2 separate regions of the Triticum aestivum genome follow, and region 2 is linked to region 1. A link is a contact called in public Hi-C data. All regions are on one chromosome and are shown on one strand. The core of a region is the stretch at or near the end of the contact, and the rest is flanking DNA. Distances in the headings are between cores, read along the strand shown.

The links. Hi-C and Micro-C count contacts between places; a contact is called where the count stands out from the background.
Region 2: a contact with region 1 is called in a Hi-C map of leaf, with 7 times the contacts expected there. The contact joins the promoter of LOC123092335 here to the promoter of LOC123092330 in region 1. A contact is called at or near these places in 2 of 5 Hi-C or Micro-C datasets (both in leaf).

What each region holds. Positions count from the first base shown.
Region 1 is chr4B:397,778,792-397,783,933 of IWGSC CS RefSeq v2.1, reverse strand. It overlaps LOC123092330 (ATP-dependent Clp protease proteolytic subunit 5, chloroplastic), which reads left to right and starts at 2,087. Exons shown (of 9, transcript XM_044514076.1): 1 at 2,087-2,312; 2 at 2,389-2,484; 3 at 2,706-2,826; 4 at 2,932-3,024; 5 at 3,990-4,035; 6 at 4,110-4,182; 7 at 5,051-5,085. The coding sequence starts at 2,215. LOC123092331 (protein SEMI-ROLLED LEAF 2) reads left to right here. Exons shown (of 20, transcript XM_044514078.1): 18 at 81-215; 19 at 565-765; 20 at 841-1,242. The coding sequence ends at 966.
Region 2 is chr4B:398,481,943-398,486,707 of IWGSC CS RefSeq v2.1, reverse strand. It overlaps LOC123092335 (protein high chlorophyll fluorescent 107), which reads left to right and starts at 1,749. Exons shown (of 8, transcript XM_044514083.1): 1 at 1,749-2,157; 2 at 2,345-2,488; 3 at 3,029-3,334; 4 at 3,436-3,495; 5 at 3,889-4,134. The coding sequence starts at 1,810. It overlaps LOC123092336 (FIP1[III]-like protein), which reads left to right. Exons shown (of 9, transcript XM_044514085.1): 9 at 10-1,091. The coding sequence ends at 585.

The sequences.
Region 1 (5,142 bases), core at 838-3,337:
TCGTTTCCTTCTTGTACTGTACGTTGCCATCATTAAAATGTATTTTTACGTCTCCTCATATGTGTCCTTTTGCATTGTAGGAGTGTTCAAGAACATCTTCGGTAGATGGTGGATTGCACGACTCACCAATTACAAATACTGCTAGCTCCACATCCAAGATTACGCTTCCTCATTCTGCTCCCCGTGTCCTGGGTGTTGGTCAGTTGCTTGAATCGGTGAGTACCTGTTGTGAAATTCAGCTGCTGTTGCACACGGTGACACAGTTTACTACTCGTTTTTTGGCTCATAGTTCTTGTGTGGTACCTGTTGTGAAATACATGTCACTCTCCTGAACTGACTGTATTGCCGTGAACCAATTGGCTTCTCTGTTAGGGTGATTTTTTCTTTTTTGAACACCCAATGTTGAATTCCTGGACCCGCCACCGCACGAGCCCCCTTTCACTTGCTACCTCTGTTTCAGTGTTCACATTTTCTTGTGTGGTAAAGCTAGTATAACCACCGCAAAACATTGTTATACCTTGTCTTTGCATTGGGTTCTGAGTAGTAGACTGTTTCTCTGGTCAGGCGCTGCATGTAGCTGGCCAGGTTGCAGGGGCATCCGTTTCTACCTCCCCCCTCCCATACGGCACAATGACCAGTCAATGTGAGGCCCTGGGATCGGGCACTAGGAAGAAGCTATCAAGCTGGCTCGTGAATGGCCACAACTCGACTCCAGACAATCCTGTGCCAAGCCTTCCCGCTGCCGATCATTTCATCCTTCCTAAGGTATGAAGATTCTACAAAGCCCAACCGGTTTACTCTGAATCTTGTTTTCACTTTTCACTAACAACATTTGTCCAGGTAAATTCCTGTGGCTTCGAGATGAACCGCACGTCATCAGAGCCGTGCTCCATGGTGAAGCTTCCACCGGCCAGCCCATTCGACAACTTCCTCAAGGCAGCTTATCGCACCCCGCAGGAGATGTGATTACCCTTGCCGTCGGAAGAAGTGCTAGACTGTAGTATCTAAGCTTTGAACACTAGTTTGTCTTAATGACTTGGCCTCCTGGCTGCGAGTAACATGGTATCAGTTGTTGTAGCGTATGTATGACCACGTGTATCTATCTATGTACTAAAACGGTTGTAGCGTGTGTGATCATGTGCACCGCAGTACTAGACGACTGTAACCTAGCGTGTCGTGTCTGTTGTCTGTAGCGAGAAGACTTGTGATCGAGACTAATGCCATGATCTGGGCATCTCTCCATTTCTCGTCCGTGTAGTCTAGAACGAGAAACAACAAAGCAAAATACGCCCGCTGAATCGTGGGACGGTGGGAATCACAGATGTGCCGCATCAGGTATCAGCTACTGCATGTTATATATTTGAGCAGCAGTCATTTTTGTGTATATCCTGAAAACGGGTTACACAAGTGCAATGCTTTAAACATTTCACAATTGTTAAAGGTATGCGCGAGTTTAGGACATGCTTCATTGATGTCTAACTTTTCCACAACTAATCATGCGCACACAACATGTGGCCAACATACTGACCACAAGAAGCATACGGCTACCCCTCAAAAAAAAAAAAGAAGCATACGGCTGACGAAGTGTGACAAAATCCCAATTGTGGCAATAAACTCAACATGTGTAGAAAGAATTGTAGGCGACTAGCTTTAGTTGACAGCTGACTAAGTAATATTTATTTTTTGTTAGAGCGTGACTAAGATTTAAGGTGAGAGGCTTATTTTTTGGACCGGAATATTTAGCAAACGTTAGATTTTTAGGCAAGGCAAATCGAATGTTTTTCATGGCAAATTATGTTTGCCGAGGGTGGCAAGTTTAGTTGGCGAGCATGGCAGCCAGAAAATTGCCATGCTCGCCAACTAAATTTGTCATCCTCACACCAACATAAATTGCCATGAGGAACGTCAGATTTTTAGCATTTCCCTTTTTTAATTTTTGGGGGAGGGTGAGAGGCTTATTTTTCTTATTTTATTTTATTTTATCCTACAAACGAAATGTACAGTACTATCGATCTCCCGCACAGTGTAAGCCCAGGCCCATAGCTAAACAAGCCCACACTCTTACTGCGACCCGCGTCGTCGGGTCTTCTTTCTTCGCCCACAGTCTCACTGCCATCTTCTAAGCACTCTTCTTCCCGGATAAGAAGCGCAGCCAAAGCCCCCCTCCGCCCAAAACCCCCACCGGCCACCGCGAGCTCTCTCCTCGCCCCGCCCATGGCGACCTCCACCGCCTCCTCCTCCTCTCTCACCGCTCCTCTCCTTGGCCCCAAACCTAGCCCCAATCCGCCCCCCAGATCCCTCCCGCTCCTCAGGTTCCCATCTCTCCCGCACTGTTCCTCCCCGCTTTCCAGTTCCAACCACTCTGCCCTAACCATGTCCGCCTCGCAGGAATCGGAGGTGCGCTCGGTCCGTGGCCGCCTCTGCCGGCGGCGGCGGAGTGGGACTGCACGGGGCTGCTCACAGGCGCGGGATTTGGTCGATCAGGTGAAGTCAATTCCACTCGCTTCTTCCCTTTCGCGCTTCCTGTAGTATCCTGTTAGACTCTGACGATGTATTTCCGTTAGCCCGGTTTCAAAACGAAAAGGTGAAGTCAATTCGTGGCAGCAAGTTTTGCAGTTTCGCGTCGTCTGTTTGGTATGCTGGACGAGGTTCAGTTAGGGATCTATAAGGGTGCTGATGGCGCTGTGTGTGTGTGTGTCTGCCAGGGATGACTTGCTGATGCCTAGGTCGCCCTACTTCCCCGTGGAGGCCGCGGGGCAGGAGCGCGGGCCCTCACCCATGGTGATGGAGCGGTTCGAGAGCGTCGTCAGCCAGCTCTTTCAGCACGTACGGGAATACTGGACTCTGTGAAAAATTGTTTCATCTCCTCTGTAGAGCCATTTTGCGAGTGTAATCTGCGGTGTGTGAACATGTGCACGCGTCCTGCTGCAGAGAATTATCCGATGCGGTGGACCCGTGGAGGATGATATGGCCAATGTCATTGTTGCGCAGCTGCTATACCTAGACGCCGTCGATCCTAACAAGGTAAGTTGTGAAAAATGAAACTCTCTCCTTGTGCGCAATTCCTAATTCCTGTCCCAGATGAATAGTTATCTTGGCAGAAGCTTTTTTATGATCTATTCATCCCAGCCTACTTTGGAATTGCTGATCTGTATATCAATTATCAAAGGATGTAGTATGTTGCTTTAGCTTCAAACACATTATAGGGCATCACACTACACACACGTAAGTGGAACTTGTGCCCTAAGTTGTTATTTCAGGTGAAGTAGAGTGGCACTGTGGTTCTTGGATGCGCTTCCTCTATTAAAGGAAAATCACTTGACTTCGTAGGAAACAGTTCTATTTATCTGGACCCTAGTTTGTCAATACCTATGCGACTAAGGTGCTGGAGTTATCAACTGTTACTGGTACTTTTGTATTGCTGCTACATCATAGTGCTTAGGTTTTGAGCTGCCTAGGTAGGCCTGGAATTGAGTATATATTCTTATGATCTTGTGATGATGGTAAATTCAAACAAATGAATCTCTCTTCCTTCTGTTGCAGTTTCTTATTCCTAGATCAGTAGTTTTCTGGTCAGAAGCTTTACTCTAGAATTGCTGATACGTATCCATTATCAAGGGAAGTAATAGCATGTTGCTGCTTTATCTTCAACACATTATAGGGCCTTCTTGCACCATCAGCGGAACTTGTAAACTAAGCCAAGTTATTTCTGGATGTAAAATAGAGTGTGACACTCTAGTTCTTGGATGTGTTTCCTCTATTAAGGAAACTACTTGATGTTGTAAAATAGAGAGGCTTCATTCTGCTTTTCAAGGAATGCGGCGGAAAAATCTCTGGAATTTATCTGGATATCTTTCCTACTAGAATTTATTTGTTAAAACTGTTACTGGTGCTTTTGTATTGCCGCCGTATCTTAGTGCTTAGGTTTTGAGCTGCCTGGGCAGGCCTTAGACTTGGTGATATAATTGGTTCTTGTCAATTTTGTGTAGGATATCATTATGTATGTGAATTCTCCAGGAGGATCGGTGACAGCTGGTAATAACGCACATTCATATTTGTAATCAGTTTATTCTTTCTTAATAACATCAATTTATTTTGTTTCTATTAAGGGATGGCCATATTTGATACAATGAAGCATATCAGGCCTGATGTTTCGACGGTTTGTATCGGACTTGCTGCAAGGTACTCAGTACTGACATCTTTGTGAAATTATTTTATTAGAAAATAGATGATTGGTTCAGATGTAGGATGCTTTATAGTTTGCACATTGCATAAAATCTTTATAATGGGGTTTGATTATTAAAACCAGGGATTCTGTTCCATTTTTCTGGATTTCACCTTTTGAGACAAGTACCTGTCTCTGGGCCTGCCCAGTTTTTTTTTCTTTTGAATTTTTGTTATGCATCTTAATTCTTAAATCATTGATGCATGTTTATTCAGTATAACCTGCCCAGTCTAGGATTTTGGATTGACGAGTCTATCTTTATTGCTGCAAGTAAAATGTTGGTATTTTTGTAATTCTAGATAGCAATTTTTTTTTTGCATGAGTGGATTTTATATCATATATCCTTAATTAAGATGATTAGATTTTCAAATTGTATGATTGTAAAATCTGTCAAGGATGGCAAAATACGAGAGAGCTGCTTCATTGTGCATTTCTCATTGCTGTGGTTTTGTCACTCTGCAAATTTACCTTTTGCAGTATTTAGGTCGTAATAAGCTTGGTCAATATTTACTAGGATACTTATATAATTAAATATGCTGGCAAGGAATATGGATTATTGTATGTAATACAGTTCCTAGTTTTAGGTTTAGCTTAAGTCATAGAACAGTGGTTTGGGTAGAATCAAGAGAGATGATTACCTCCTTAATAAAGAGGAGCTGATTACTTTTTTTCGTGATTACAGTCTCTTGGTAAAACATAATTATTGTCTACAGCTGCAAGTGTAGAACCTTTATTGTTCGTCTCTGGAATATTTTTCCTTTACCTTATTATTTTGTGTTATGTCACATTGATTCTTACACTTTCATTTTCTGTTTCCATTTGCAGTATGGGTGCTTTTCTACTTAGTGGCGGGACGAAAGGTAATATGAGTGACTGCTTACACTAGTACTAGATGTGGTCTACAGCTAGACCGACCT
Region 2 (4,765 bases), core at 500-2,999, 700 kb before region 1:
TTATTGCAGTTTAAGCTCCAAGGCAATGAGATAAGGCGAGTTGAAAGTGACAATGAGGGAGGTCTTCCTGCAGACAAGAATTTGCACAGTTCCAAACACAAGGATGTACATCAGAAAGCACAGAAGATGAAACTGAATAGAAGTTACTATCAGTCAGTCTACCAGGGCTTGGTGAACACAGCGAACCAAAGACGCCAAACTACCAAGGAAGAAGATGAGATCGAGGAAGGAGAATTGATTGAAGAGGACCATCAGGATACTGCTCCAAACAGAAGACCTAACAAACCAAGAAACGCAGCATTGGAATCAGTGATTGAAGCAAGCTCAGGCGGTCAATTAGAGATGATTAATGCAACGTCAAAAGATATTTGCGACAAGGGAGCTACAAGGGAATGTGACGAGAAACACATACTTAAGGTAATGGAAAAAATGCAGAAGAGAAGGGAGAGGTTCAAAGAAGATGTTACTGTTACCCAAAAGGAGCAAGACAATGGCAAGGATGAACTGCTAGCAGTTGCGTGTGGTGCGGATGATGTCAAGAATCAGCGACCTGCAAGGAAACGTCGTTGGGGCGGTAATGGTTAGATGCTGAACTAACCTTGAGTCAGGCATATTTTGTGCCGAAATATCGTCTTATGGTACTTGGGAGGAGCCAAAGTGCCAATGTTTTTGATGAACGAGATGCCGCTGTCATCTAGCGATTCAGGTTGAGACACTGTAGATTGAATATGTTTTGATGCTTGGAATAGGAAACAAAATGTACAAAAGCATTCACACATTGCAGTTGTTATTGACCTACAGTTTCAACATTTTTGTCGGAGCAGTCAGCTAATAAGATCAACGGCATCAGACTGAATATCTGCTCGTCTTTCCTCAGGAGAGGGTTACTTTTTTTTTCCTTTCCTTTTCTTTTTTTTCCGCGTGGGGAATTCTGACACTACCTCTCTTGGGTATATTTGGCCGTGGTCTCTACATATGGACATACTGTCGCTTTGTTGGTTGCGGAGTTGTCGTAGTGTGCTGCCGTATGCCCTGCTTCATGTCTTTGGTTGCCTGCTTCATGTCTTGGTTGTGTTTTTTGCATGCATTCCTTCCTTGGGCTCCTAACTGCAGTGTATTTTTAAAAGCAGAGTATGGTTTTCGCCGCGGTTATGTTGCTTCATGTGCTTATTAAGCTGTACTGGCAGCCTAAGCGAGTGTTATGCTGGTTCATTTTGTGTGGGTTGCTCTGTAACCGGTGCAAATATCACTTGAGTCAAAAATTATCATCCATATTCCTACCTGCAAGTTCTCCTTGTTTTTCAACTCAGGACTGGTGATATAGCTCACAACGTGTCAAAAGTGAGATGTTTTTTTTTTGAACATGTCAAAAGTGAGATGTTGATCATTTCAAAAGACAAAAAAAAGAAAGAAAGAGATGTTGATAGTTTCATACATCCCCGGTCACAATCAGAGGCAGGGCGTAATTTGTTGTTTCTTCTCCTTTGGACGAAAACAGGAGACGGGCGGCCTCGTGTCCAATCGCACGCCGGGGCGAAGCACTCGTCCCGAGAGGTTTTGCCGGTCCGGTGAAACTCAAAAAACACTGACCTTCCCTGCCCGGCGACGTGGCGCGCTCCGAGCCTCTCCAACGGCCTCCCCCATCCCCGCCTCCCGCTTCTGCCCCCGCAGCCCCGCCCACGGCGTCAACAGCACCGCACGCGCGTGGGCAATCCCGTAAACTCCACGCCCCCTCACTCACACAAAGCAGCGCCTCGGCCTCGCCTGCCTCGCTGCTCCGACCAGAGCACCGCGTCGCGCTCCAGCGCCATGGCGATGCGGCTCTTCTCGTCCTCGCCGCCTCCCCCGCCCCTCCCGGGCCCTGCCACCACCAAGGCCTCATCCGCCGCCTCGCTCTTCTCCCTCCGCCTTCGCCGCGGGAGGCCTGTTGCGGCCGCTGCAGCGGCAGGGGGAGGGCCCGAGCGGGACGGGGAGGGCCCCTTCGACAGGAGAATGGAGGAGATCGCGAAGAAGGTCCCGCTCTTCGAGCCGGCCATGGGCGAGCCCGCCGCCACGGCTGACCGCCCGCTGCCCATCAACCTCGAGCTCTGGCTTCACCGCGCCAAGGTGCACACCAGGAAGTACGAGTTCGCCGAGGCCGAGAAGCTCCTCAACAAGGTGCGCACCTACACTACAGAATTCGGCTAAAATTATAGTATGACATCTTCTCACTGAAATACAGCGAGAGATAATAAGAGATAGTGAGGGTACATTGTGCTCTAAAATGCTACTAGTATTGTTTAGAATGATGATCAAGTGTCTAATTGTTTGGTTGCTCTAAGCTGACGACCCCTTTCTCATCCAGTGTATGTTGTATTGGCCTGAAGATGGGCGCCCATACGTCGCGCTTGGGAAGCTATATAGCAAACAGTCGAGGTTTGACAAAGCTAGAGCCGCTTATGAGAGGGGCTGCCAAGCCACACAGGGAGAAAATCCATACATTTGGCAGGTTTGCACGTCATCACCTCACTTTGCTAAACCGACTAGTAGAAAAATTATACCACGTGAGCAATGCAGGGCATGTGGTTCGTCCTCTAGAGGCGTACGTGTCAACATAAATAATGCACATATGGTTATCTTAATATACCAAGTGTAATTTTTTTGTTTGTTAATATGCCATGCGGGGATTTGACTATGTTTAACTATAACTCGTTTGTCTATATGTTATACTCGGTGTTTCTCAAACGAAAACGAATATACTGGGAGTACCTATAAGGGTCAATTTTTTCGACTGTTAAGTATTTAGCTTCCACTTGCACATGTTATTTATGTCGGAACATAATTTCGTGAATTATTCTTATGATCCGCTCGAAAAATGTTGGAAGTCATTCGAGATTTTTGATTGAATCCTGTGTGATGTGCCCCGCTGGAACTATCTTGCACATTGACCTCAATGTGTATGTTTGACACATCTAGAAATTATGTCATCTAGGGAGAAATCCAATAAAACATGCAGAGGTCATTGTTTTCCTTTTGCTTTGAATTACAGTGCTGGGCAGTGCTAGAAAGCAAGGGTGGGAGTATTCGAAGAGCACGAGAGCTATTTGATGCGGCTACTGTGGCTGATGCAAAGCACATCGCAGCTTGGCATGGGTGGGCAATTTTAGAAATCAAGCAAGGAAACATTAAAAAGGCTCGGAACCTACTTGCAAAAGGTCTGAAATATTGTGGAGGAAATGAGTACATTTACCAGACTCTTGCTTTGCTTGAAGCTAGAGCAGAGCGCTTTGAACAAGCACGGACTTTATTCCAGCAAGCTACTCAATGCAATCCAAAAAGTTGTGCAAGTTGGCTAGTAAGTATTTGCTTCATAGTTTTCTGTTTACTGCATAAAAAGAAATTGCAAGCTGTATTTTGTGTTGAATTGTGAACTTATGTATGGCAATTTTCTAGTAGTCTTGGGCTCAGGTAGAAATGCGTGCGGAAAACAATGCCATTGCGAGGAAGCTCTTTGAGGTAATACTTATTTTCCCTCTGTAATACAATCATACTTCTCATTGATGTTTTTTACTGATTTGGTTCTCATACTTGTAATCTTTTAAGGCTTGTTCATGTGTCTTCAGAGGTTTTTTTGTCTTAAGAGGTAGTGTGAAGTAGAAAGAAATTCCAAGTAGTGATGGAATTATTGTAGATTCACCCTATATTTATCTGGTTTTTGTTGGAAGATCTGATCTACTAGTAACTAGTAACTATATTAGTTTCAGTTATTCCACTACAATACACTGCTAGGGTCATACTATGGTGCTGTTGGTTCACATCTGCACATGATTGTTCCTCGTATTATTTATCACATTCCTTGAAACAAAATCAAGTTTCATGACAGAAAGTAACTTTGGTTTTCCTGTGCAGAAAGCTGTACAGGCTAGTCCCAAGAACAGATTTTCGTGGCATGTCTGGGCACTCTTTGAGGCCAATCAAGGTAACACTGACAAAGCAAGGAAGTTACTTAAGATTGGCCATGCTGTGAACCCTAGGGACCCTGTAATTCTACAGTCACTTGCACTGCTGGAATACAATTGTGCATCTCCAAATGTTGCCCGTGTATTATTTAGAAAGGCATCTCAGATTGATCCAAGGCACCAACCAGTTTGGATAGTAAGAATTTCTGCACTTACCTCTTTTAGTAATCTGATCATTTATTAAGCTCCATGTGGTTTGCTTAACTTCATTTATAGTTGGTCTGTATGCCTTGTTTTAATGTTCCTTTTCCTTTGTCTGGAGATACAATTTTGTCAGTTTCCGACACTACTTTGTTGTAGTGCTCACAGTAGAGCTGCAACTTGCAAGTCCTAGTTATATTATGCAAATATACAGTCGAATCATTTGGGAATAGAAAGGTTCACGGAATATCCAGTGCATCCCTTCAGTTCAAATATGTTTTCCCTTTTGTTAGTACTTCCGTGATGTGCTCCTATCCTTCTTTTACCTTTGGAGTTTAGATTATTTAGCCAGTGTCCTTTAAGATCTTGAGTGGTATATTTTGAGCTTCTGCGGAGTTTACTTTTTGGGTGCAATTAGATATATTTCTTAACTTCCACTATGGAAGATGTTGCATGTTCTCTTCTTTTTTGAGACCAGGCCCCATGATGCTCACACACCTTCACCGGCTTCACTTAACGTGGGCACATGCTATTCTACTAATGCGTAACGCACACCTGCACGCCTAGGGATCGAACCAGTCAACCAGATATATGGTCACAGGAATATCTGTAGGTTTTGCATGTTG